Regions from separate parts of the Gossypium raimondii genome. Here region 2 is linked to region 1. The links are chromatin contacts, called in public Hi-C maps. All regions are on one chromosome and are shown on one strand. The core of a region is the stretch at or near the end of the contact, and the rest is flanking DNA. Distances in the headings are between cores, read along the strand shown. Region 1 holds the start of LOC105766721. Region 2 overlaps LOC105766711 (1,4-alpha-glucan-branching enzyme 2-2, chloroplastic/amyloplastic).

Region 1 (5,079 bases), core at 1,741-4,240:
CTATCTAAAAGATAGAGTGATGGCAGCTTTTGGTCACTGGGAACCTGCAAAGTCATTTTTTATCAGCTCTCAAACCACAAAAGCAACCTTCATTGGACTAATTCTTTGCCAAAATACTAATCACATCCATACTATCATCAATGCTGTAATGAAAAGAAAGACAGTTGAGGGAGGAATGAGGATTGCAAACAGAAAAATAGGATGAACCAAACCTTTATTCTCCTCATAATGAAAGAAAAAAGTAAAAACTTTCACTAATGAGGATTTTCAGCATTAAATAAAGTTTTTGAATCCATTCCTGCTATCAAAGTTGACCGCCTTTTACCTCATCAACTTAGGCATTTAATTTCATTTACCTAAAATCTGACCCCACCTTATCTAGTTATGATTTCAATTTATCCCCTGTTTTTCATGACTTTCTACCAGCTTCCAGCCTTAATAAATGGCTCCATCACAGAAAAAGCATTCTTTCAGATCCAAGCAATCTGAGGCACCATTATATACTTTGTAGACTTCGAAAGCAGATTTTTATCATTTGCCAATTGAAAACCAAAGAGTGCGGGTAACAACAGGGTGCTCAACTTAAGCATTCACAATGGCATTAGCATTTCTAGTTCTATTTACTCATATCGCCAACCAAAAGCAATTTGAGTAGAATAACAAAAGATTGCTAACAAAAGATGATGACAGGCAAGTAGGAAAGCACTATACTCGCTTCAGAAGGAAAAATGAAATGGAGATGAACAAATATGTGACCATATAAGGAAATTGATGTGAGAAAACCCAGCTAAAGGGAATAATAGCTTAAAGAGATTCCAAACCAATACACCTCATCAACTTAGGCATTTAATTTCATTTACCTAAAATCTGACCCCACCTTATCTAGTTATGATTTCAATTTATCCCCTGTTTTTCATGACTTTCTACCAGCTTCCAGCCTTAATAAATGGCTCCATCACAGAAAAAGCATTCTTTCAGATCCAAGCAATCTGAGGCACCATTATATACTTTGTAGACTTCGAAAGCAGATTTTTATCATTTGCCAATTGAAAACCAAAGAGTGCGGGTAACAACAGGGTGCTCAACTTAAGCATTCACAATGGCATTAGCATTTCTAGTTCTATTTACTCATATCGCCAACCAAAAGCAATTTGAGTAGAATAACAAAAGATTGCTAACAAAAGATGATGACAGGCAAGTAGGAAAGCACTATACTCGCTTCAGAAGGAAAAATGAAATGGAGATGAACAAATATGTGACCATATAAGGAAATTGATGTGAGAAAACCCAGCTAAAGGGAATAATAGCTTAAAGAGATTCCAAACCAATACACTTCATTAGATATAGGTTTCATAACATATGGACTCTTCACATTCCATTTCGACATATGCCTGTAAAGTTTACAATCTCTATAATTCATTGGCCAGCTGTTTACAAATTCCAGGGCGATTAGAAACATATCAGTTCCATGAAAAAATAGAACAGAAATCCAATAAAGGAAGATATTTGCAGGCAAAATGGCCTTAGACCGGAATTGCATAGACTACGAAGTCACATCATGACATAACATTCCTGCATTTGTTAATAAAAGGAAAAAAAAAAAAAAAACTTGACCAACATTATTGTACTCATATCACCTGTTAAGATAATATAAAAATTGAACTCAAAAGAACTCTGCGAAACATTTTAACAAACCTACATCGAGACGCACATTGATGACAGCAAAACTAAAAAAAATATCCATTAATCCCAATTTACACTTACAATCCAAATTATCTTTCCTTTTTTTTCCCCACAGTATAGAACTTGCAATTTATTTTCCTGTACAATTCAATTTCAAGAAGAAAGGAAGAGCTTTAACGAATAAGGCACAGCTAAAACTGAGTTCACCTCAAGAATATTAGCGCAGACAGTAGCAGCAATGGCCTTGGCGGCATGAACATTCTCGCCAGCGATTATTGTCAAGTTAGTAATAATTGAACTCAAAAGAACTCTGCGAAACATTTTAACAAACCTATATCGAGACGCACATTGATGACAGCAAAACTAAAAAAAATATCCATTAATCCCAATTTACACTTACAATCCAAATTATCTTTCCTTTTTTTTCCCCACAGTATAGAACTTGCAATTTATTTTCCTGTACAATTCAATTTCAAGAAGAAAGGAAGAGCTTTAACGAATAAGGCACAGCTAAAACTGAGTTCACCTCAAGAATATTAGCGCAGACAGTAGCAGCAATGGCCTTGGCGGCATGAACATTCTCGCCAGCGATTATTGTCAAGTTAGTAATAATTGGTTTCGAGTTAACAGTGAGCTCAGCTAACGCCGTCTTATACTGGCTAACTAACTCTTGCTGCTGCTGGTGTTGCTGCTGATGTGACACTGGTTGTGGTTCGTAAGCTCCACCGTCGCCACGGATCAAATCATTGGTGCCGGAATCATTGGACCGGAATCTCAAACCAGAGGCGGTAACAACTGGGTTCGCTCGTTGAGAAAAAGGCCGGATATTAGGGTTCGAAGTGAGGTCTTCAGTTAACCGTGGTTTTTTCAAACCAGGTTCTCTTGATCTATCAAATGATCTACGCGGATTCTCCATATAAGCAAATCGAAAACCCTAAATTCCTAAATCGATAATCACTCTAATTTTCATGTACAGTCAAATTAGCAAATCAAATTATCAAAAAGGGGGAAAATTACAATATTACAATAGCCTAAATCGAATCTCTAAAAAAACTCCAAAACCTTATACAATAAGGGCACAAAATAAAACCCTATGGATTATCATATACAACAAAACAGAAAAAAGAAGAAGAAGACTTCTAATTCTAATTCCATTTCCAATTATAATTCTATCTTCTAAAGATAAAGGAGCAGAGAATTCCGATCAAAAAGAAAAATGCAGAGAAATTATTTTTGGAAAGAAGAATTTGAAAGAAGAGGGAGAGAGGCCGGGTGGAGATTAAGAAAGGAAGAAGGCTAAAGGGTTTAATTGTAAATATGGAGATTGATTGTTAATATATAGGTTAGTCCAGAAGGTGAGTTGGAGGGTTTAAAATTTGAAACGGAATTTTTTTAAAAAAAAAAGGGTAAGGACTTTATTTTATGGCCTTCTTTGGGCCGTGTGAATGATAATTTCAAAAAACCCAACAATTATTTGTAAATAGATCTCACAATAATATCTATATTTACTAATTATTAAGCTTTTATTGAGTTTGTATGACATATTAATACTTGGTTAGAAAATTATTAAAATTATTTTATTTATTAACCAATAAAAATTTGTTTATAATGAGATTCAAACTAAGGACTGGTGTATTTAAATTTTTTCATTTATCATCTAAACTAAAGCAATCTCTTTATTCTTATATGAAATTTTAATAAATATGTTTTTATATGCATTTTATATATTTGTGTTTATGTTTCGTTTTACTAACAATTTAGTTTAATTTTTTCATTTTAATTACGTATATATTTCATGTGTTACTATTAATTAGTTCCAAACTGTATATATTATTATTTATTGTATGTGATTTTAAACACACTTTTGTATTCCAAATACGTGATTTTCGTATGCATACGCGTGTGATAAGATTTCTAGTATTTATTATATATATTTCACAATATGAAGGGTGAAAAAAGTATTGAATTATTTGCAATTTGTGATGTTAACAAAATTCAAATTTTCCATCAAAGTAAAATATCCGCATGGAAAAACATATACATTCTAAACACACCCTATACCCGAATCGATCGTCGAGTCTAAGCTATAATATGTTACATTCGTTTCTGGAGAAATTTCGATCGATTACAAATAAATTTCATCATTATTCATTAATTTATAAGTATTAAGAGCGTAAAACATTATATATATTCATTTTCGGGTCATTTACGAGCTTACGAAACTCAATACCATCCCAAGGTCAAACTAGACTAAAATGAAAAGTTTTCAAAGTATGCTAGGTGGGTGTCGAGACTTTTAGGACTTTGTGTCGCGAAATTGAAGACAGTAGCCAAGCTTCCCAACTTGAAGATCAAATTGCAAAGGTTTTAAAATAAAACAGGACTGATGTCGCGACCTCAAGCAGAGGACGTCGCGACAAGATGGCCTAATGTCGAGACATTTAATGTGTGAAGTCGCGACATCCATGGCAGAATACTAATCCCCTATTTTCCAATGATAACAACTCAACATACATAACAACCATTGGCCTCAAGGCTCCAATTCAACTATTTCAACATTCAAACTTACCTAAAACATAGTTACCCTTGCATCAATATAAATTATGTACATGATTATAAACAAACTCACATATTCACATCTTATATACAAACCATTTTTGACCATTTCTAACATTGAGTAAAACATCTCTAGGTACATCCCATTGATAAAATGGAAAGGACTATACAAACTTAGGTTGAGTCGATGTAACCTTCTGGATACCAACCGCACTTTCCCAAGGCTTTGAGAATATTTATACCTGCACACGAAACAAACGAATTGTATGTTGAGCAATTGGGCTCAGTAGTACATTTATGATTCAAGATACATTTAACATAAGCATTAACAATATGTTTCAAGACAAATCATGCATATATATACTCAATATCTAATCAAATAATGTTCCAAAGTGCCAACCATTTTCTATCATCAATCTATGTGTGTAAGCATACTAAAACATTATCAACCAACCTATCCAACAATGCATATAAATGACTAATTCCAACTTGTTTAACATTTACCAATCATTCAATACATATCAAGAATCAAACACACAATTAGTTAACTTTACCACATGCTATTAACACTATACTATTCATGTTCCATGGAAATAATCTCGTTTACTTTGATTTTATACCATTCAACTCATTTATGAAGTCTATTGACTCATTCATATTCATTTCGGCCCCCAGGGCTCGTGGCACACGAAGTGCATACTGGCGCACGAAGTGCATCATGGCACACGAGGTGCATCGTAGCGTATGAGTGCATAACTTGTACACAATTCAATCCTATAGCATGCCAACTATATCCGACTCAAACCGACTAGGTAAAGGGTACCAATGTTTAATCCCATT
Region 2 (4,637 bases), core at 951-3,450, 670 kb before region 1:
ATCATTTTATTACAAAACCCTTTTCAAAACCTTAATATACACAAATTTTCTATCCTTCTCAATATCTCAATCTCTTTATTCAAGATTTTATGGCATCCCTGGTATTCACATGTTATTCTTCTTTATTTTTGGGATAAGTAAATTCAGTTTAATTATTTATGACTAATAAAATTGAATTTGTTGTCACGGATCATATTCTGTGTAGGCATAACTTTAGAAAGCTAAGTTGCATAACTGTTCCTGAGGTAAAGAATCCTCAGGTAAAGAACATTTACAAAGAAAATCGTCGTATTGCAAATACGGTAAAATGTTAATTTAGTTTTGAAGAGATTTTATCAGTTGTATATTGAACTTATGGATTTCCTTTAAATTACATAAATATAGGCATTAATTGGAAGTTTTTGTAGGTAAAAGAACTTGATTTTTGCCGTTTGAATAACTTTATTAAGTTATATCTCACCTTGTATTTTATTAAGTCATTCCTAGACTATAAAAAGATACATGTTACTGATATGTATTACCTTTAAAGAATTTAATTTAGTGAAATAAAATTTCTAGACATGCATAAACTATGTTTAAGTCATCTAAAAATAGAAAAAACCTATAGAAAATTTTATTCATTCCAAATTACTTATAGATTTTCTGTTAAAGAATTACCTGTAGATGCTGAAAGCCAGTATGCCTCTGTGGCATACATGCATGTGAAGAAGTCTATGAAGGGAGAGGGGATCCAAACCTTAGACCTCAACCCTATTTAGTGAGGCGTAACAACCACTAGGCAAAACCTTTGTTGTTACAAAGAAAGCCATAAATAACAGTGTAGTGCGTTTTAAGATGTTTGCTTTTAAGAAAGAAGATTCTGTCAACTAATCTTTAGCCTTTCTTTAGTCTGCTCTTTCTTTTCTTGGTAGTTGACATTGATTCTGCATTAATCAAACTTAGTCTTATATGTTGCCTCAAAATGCGGTGGTGGTGGTATGTGCATATAATATAAGTCTAACATGCTTTGTGGTTTTTGGTCCCTTACCGATCATTGTGTAAAATTTGCTCATTTTTTAAGTAGCTGAATTTTATTGCATAATGTTGTTCAAAGAACATTTTTATCATAAACATCTCCAGCCTTTATTTTCCATGCTACCTTATGGTATGGTTATTCCATTTCCTAGTTTTCTTAATATTATCAACTTTGAGATGCAGGAGCCATTAATTAACACCTATGCCAACTTTAGAGATAATGTGCTTCCCCGCATTAAAAGACTTGGATATAATGCAGTTCAGATCATGGCTATTCAAGAGCACTCATATTACGCAAGCTTTGGGTATTATCTCAATCATAATATTAGCTCAAATCTATTTCTTGCTGTTTATGTTTTGTTAACTTATACTAAACTCTGCTATGTTGTGACGTAAAAATAAAATGTCTTTACAATTTAGTTTCCATTATGGAAACTAAACTCTTCTACTTTACCAATTTTCATTTAATATGTTGCAGGTATCATGTGACAAATTTCTTTGCACCAAGCAGCCGCTTTGGAACTCCGGATGATCTTAAGTCTTTGATAGACAGGGCTCATGAGTTGGGTCTACTTGTTCTTATGGATATTGTGCACAGGTAAACAAATTAGGTTTTTGGGAGATATATTTTATAGAAATATGCTCCTTAGTTGTAAATTCTTATCCAAATGGTTTTTGTCCCATATTTTTTCGACAAAAAGTTAATAGGCTTTATGCTTCTCTCCCGTAGGCTTTATGCAAATAGAAGCTTTAAGATATGAAGAATTCATGTAGAATTCTAAGACGAATTAGTATGAAGAAATAAAAGTTCTCTATATTTACAGCCTGAATAAAATTAAGCTATATAATAAGAAAGAAAATCTCTCCTAAAGAATCAATCAGCTATACACAATCTATAATTTTGTCTATCAAATCCCTTCAATTTAGCAACAAGTATTTTATCCCCAAAAGGCTAACAGTAGCCAATATAGTTACCCAACAATAGGCCAAAAAATAAAAAAAATCTGACCAGCACCAAATGGAGTCAAAACAGAGGGCTAGGCTGGAAATACTGCCCAAGATCGATGGCGGTGGGAGAGAAGAAACTCTGGCAGGGTGAGCTACATGCGTTGGTCATGAGGAAGCAACTAGAATCTGATGGAGGTGCATGGGACTTATGCGCAGGTCTGTTGGCCACCGGAATCAAGGGTTTTGTTGGCAATGGGGTTCTGACCTCTCTAGTGTGGGCAGTGAAAAGAGAAAATGGACCTAAAGGGGTAAGTACCAAATTTTTAGTTCTAGGGTTTTGAGAGATTTCAAAAAAATTGAAAAATTTCTTCCTAAATCTGGAAATTTGGCTTTGATGCCATGTTAAAACCAGAGGGGGCAGCAAAAATGAAGAATAGGAGAAGATTTCTTTGTATTTGTGTTTCAGTGAGTAGGTTACATAGCTATTTATATATGCAAAGTAGGAAAATAAAAGGAAATTAGTAATGACTAAAATTCCTAAACACAAGCTGATTGAATCTAATTAGTCCTTAGAAATAAGTTATACAAACTGTCAATTATAAACTGTCAGCTGTCAATTAGTCAAGTGTAATAGTTATAACGCTTCTCATGAGGTGAGTACCCTAGAAATATACATTTGATGGACTTCAAATCAAATTTACTTCATTGATGAGAGGGGGACATGGAGATAGGCTAAACATCCAAAGATTCTTGGTCAAATATCTGTCATGACTGTTTTGTTGAACAGACTCACATAGGACTTGACACGGGGTACCAAATTTAAAGGTCTGTGATGACGTTTTATTGATCAAATTTAAAGGTCCCCAAATATCACTATGGATGATTGATAAAGGTTGAGATGGTTTGTATTCTTGAAGCAGATAGGTGTTACAAGACAACAATGTTTTTACAAATGAAAACCTCATATTGGAAGGATTTTGGATTTTTATTGATGAATAATGATGGAACCAACTTGAGCAAGTACATGAAATTTGGGTGTCCTGGACAAAAGTGCCATAGCATTATTGTACCATCTTTATTGGAATGAGAAAATGATGAACCTGAAACATTGATCATGCAGGAGTCAACATGATGAGTTTGAGCCTTCTGAGGATCCTTGGCCTTAATTTGGTAAATACCAACTTTTTTTAGCATTGCCAATTGTCTTCCCAAGAATCCAAATCTGAAACATGGAATGAGAAGACGAAAACTTTGGAAGTCACTTTGAATCTCTAGTAAGTTTACTATTTAACACAGCAAGTTGCATTTTAACTTTGGAAGCAAAAGGATAGATTGAAGTATTAATGTGTCAGATATACTAGGAAAGTGACCTATCGGCAATGTTGACTTCATAATTATTGTGACATGGATTGCAATCTTGTAATAAAGATGCATCATTTGTCATGTGGTCTGAGATCCAGAATTGATAATCCGGCCTGCTGTGTCATGTGATCAGCGAAAAAATTACCATTTTGGGCAGTGGATCTAGTAGAGACAATTGTGGTAGAGTTTGAATTTAAGCCAAACATTTATTGTAGCCATTCAACCTACTACATGTTGACCAAGGTAGTTTAACTGTCAGATTTATCCTTATTCTTTGAAGCAGCTGCAAAACCATGGGGTTCTTTGTCCCTATTTAGCTTCCAGTCTGTTAGCTTACCATGAATTTTCCAGCATGTGTCTCAAGTATGTCTTGGTTTGCGGCAATGATCACACCAAGACCTGTTTTTCTTTTGCTTTGCAGCATAGACTGAATTGGTTCCCTGGGTAGCAAGAGCTGAACTTTTTTAGGCATTGTTGATGTTATTGTCCCTAGCATGAGAAAACCATATTATTTTCTGATTTCCAAATTCTGAAACATGGATCATCCTGTCTTGGGGGAATGGCAGCATTAGTGAGGTAATCATTCTGATATGCGGCAAGTGATGAGCATAACAGAGTCCTCTGATCTGCCACTGCTCAAAACTTCCTGAACGGACATGCTTCCTGATATGGCCTGATTCTGAGGCCATGAGGGTTTGGATCAGGCTACTGCTTTAGATTGAATAATAGAGGCATAACATGGATGAAGTCTGAACCAAAGAAAGCCAAATGGCGCTGGTACCATGTAGAAATTTTCAGAAGATTATGAAGAATTCATGTAGAATTCTAAAGAGGAATTAGGATGAAAAAATAGAAGTTTTCTCTATATTCTAAATTTTACAGCCTGAAAAACCAACCTTATACACAAAAAATAAGCTACAGTAAGAAAGAAAATCTCTTCTAAAGAATCAATTACCCATACACAATCTCCTGTAATTTAGTCTGTCTTCAATTTAGCCTATCAAATCCCGAGATTCTTGGAAAAGAATCCCAGATTTCCGCGAATATGCTTTTTGTTTCTTGTATTTTGGTATTCTCCATGTCCATTTTATGGTCCATGTTCAGGATTCGCGATTGTCCCTCCCAACAATTTTGTCTCCAAGGTTCAACCTTGTGTCTTCTTTTTGAGCTTTTGATTTTTTAAAAGGCTGCTGGAAAGTGGGAAGGGAGAAAGCAAAGTCATAATTGATTGAAAATATATGACTAAACTGTAACGAAATTTCTAGTATAACTGTTCTATTAAAAGAAAAATCAAATTATTTTGTTCTAAAATA

Evidence for each region. Hi-C and Micro-C count contacts between places; a contact is called where the count stands out from the background.
Region 2: a contact with region 1 is called in a Hi-C map of leaf, with 2.5 times the contacts expected there. The contact joins the enhancer-like site here to the promoter of LOC105766721 in region 1. A contact is called at or near these places in 2 of 2 Hi-C or Micro-C datasets (both in leaf).

The regions. Positions count from the first base shown.
Region 1 is chr4:19,219,686-19,224,764 of ASM2569854v1, reverse strand. LOC105766721 reads right to left here and starts at 2,990. Exons shown (of 7, transcript XM_012586300.2): 1 at 2,210-2,990; 2 at 1-44. The coding sequence starts at 2,599.
Region 2 is chr4:19,893,869-19,898,505 of ASM2569854v1, reverse strand. It overlaps LOC105766711 (1,4-alpha-glucan-branching enzyme 2-2, chloroplastic/amyloplastic), which reads left to right. Exons shown (of 22, transcript XM_012586289.2): 10 at 1,198-1,319; 11 at 1,493-1,612. Among protein-coding and RNA genes, the nearest start is that of LOC105766711, 11 kb to the left of the region's middle. Within about 2 kb of position 2,200, the one cell type or tissue checked has open chromatin away from gene starts, as enhancers often do. A contact at or near this core is called in leaf, where this site is marked.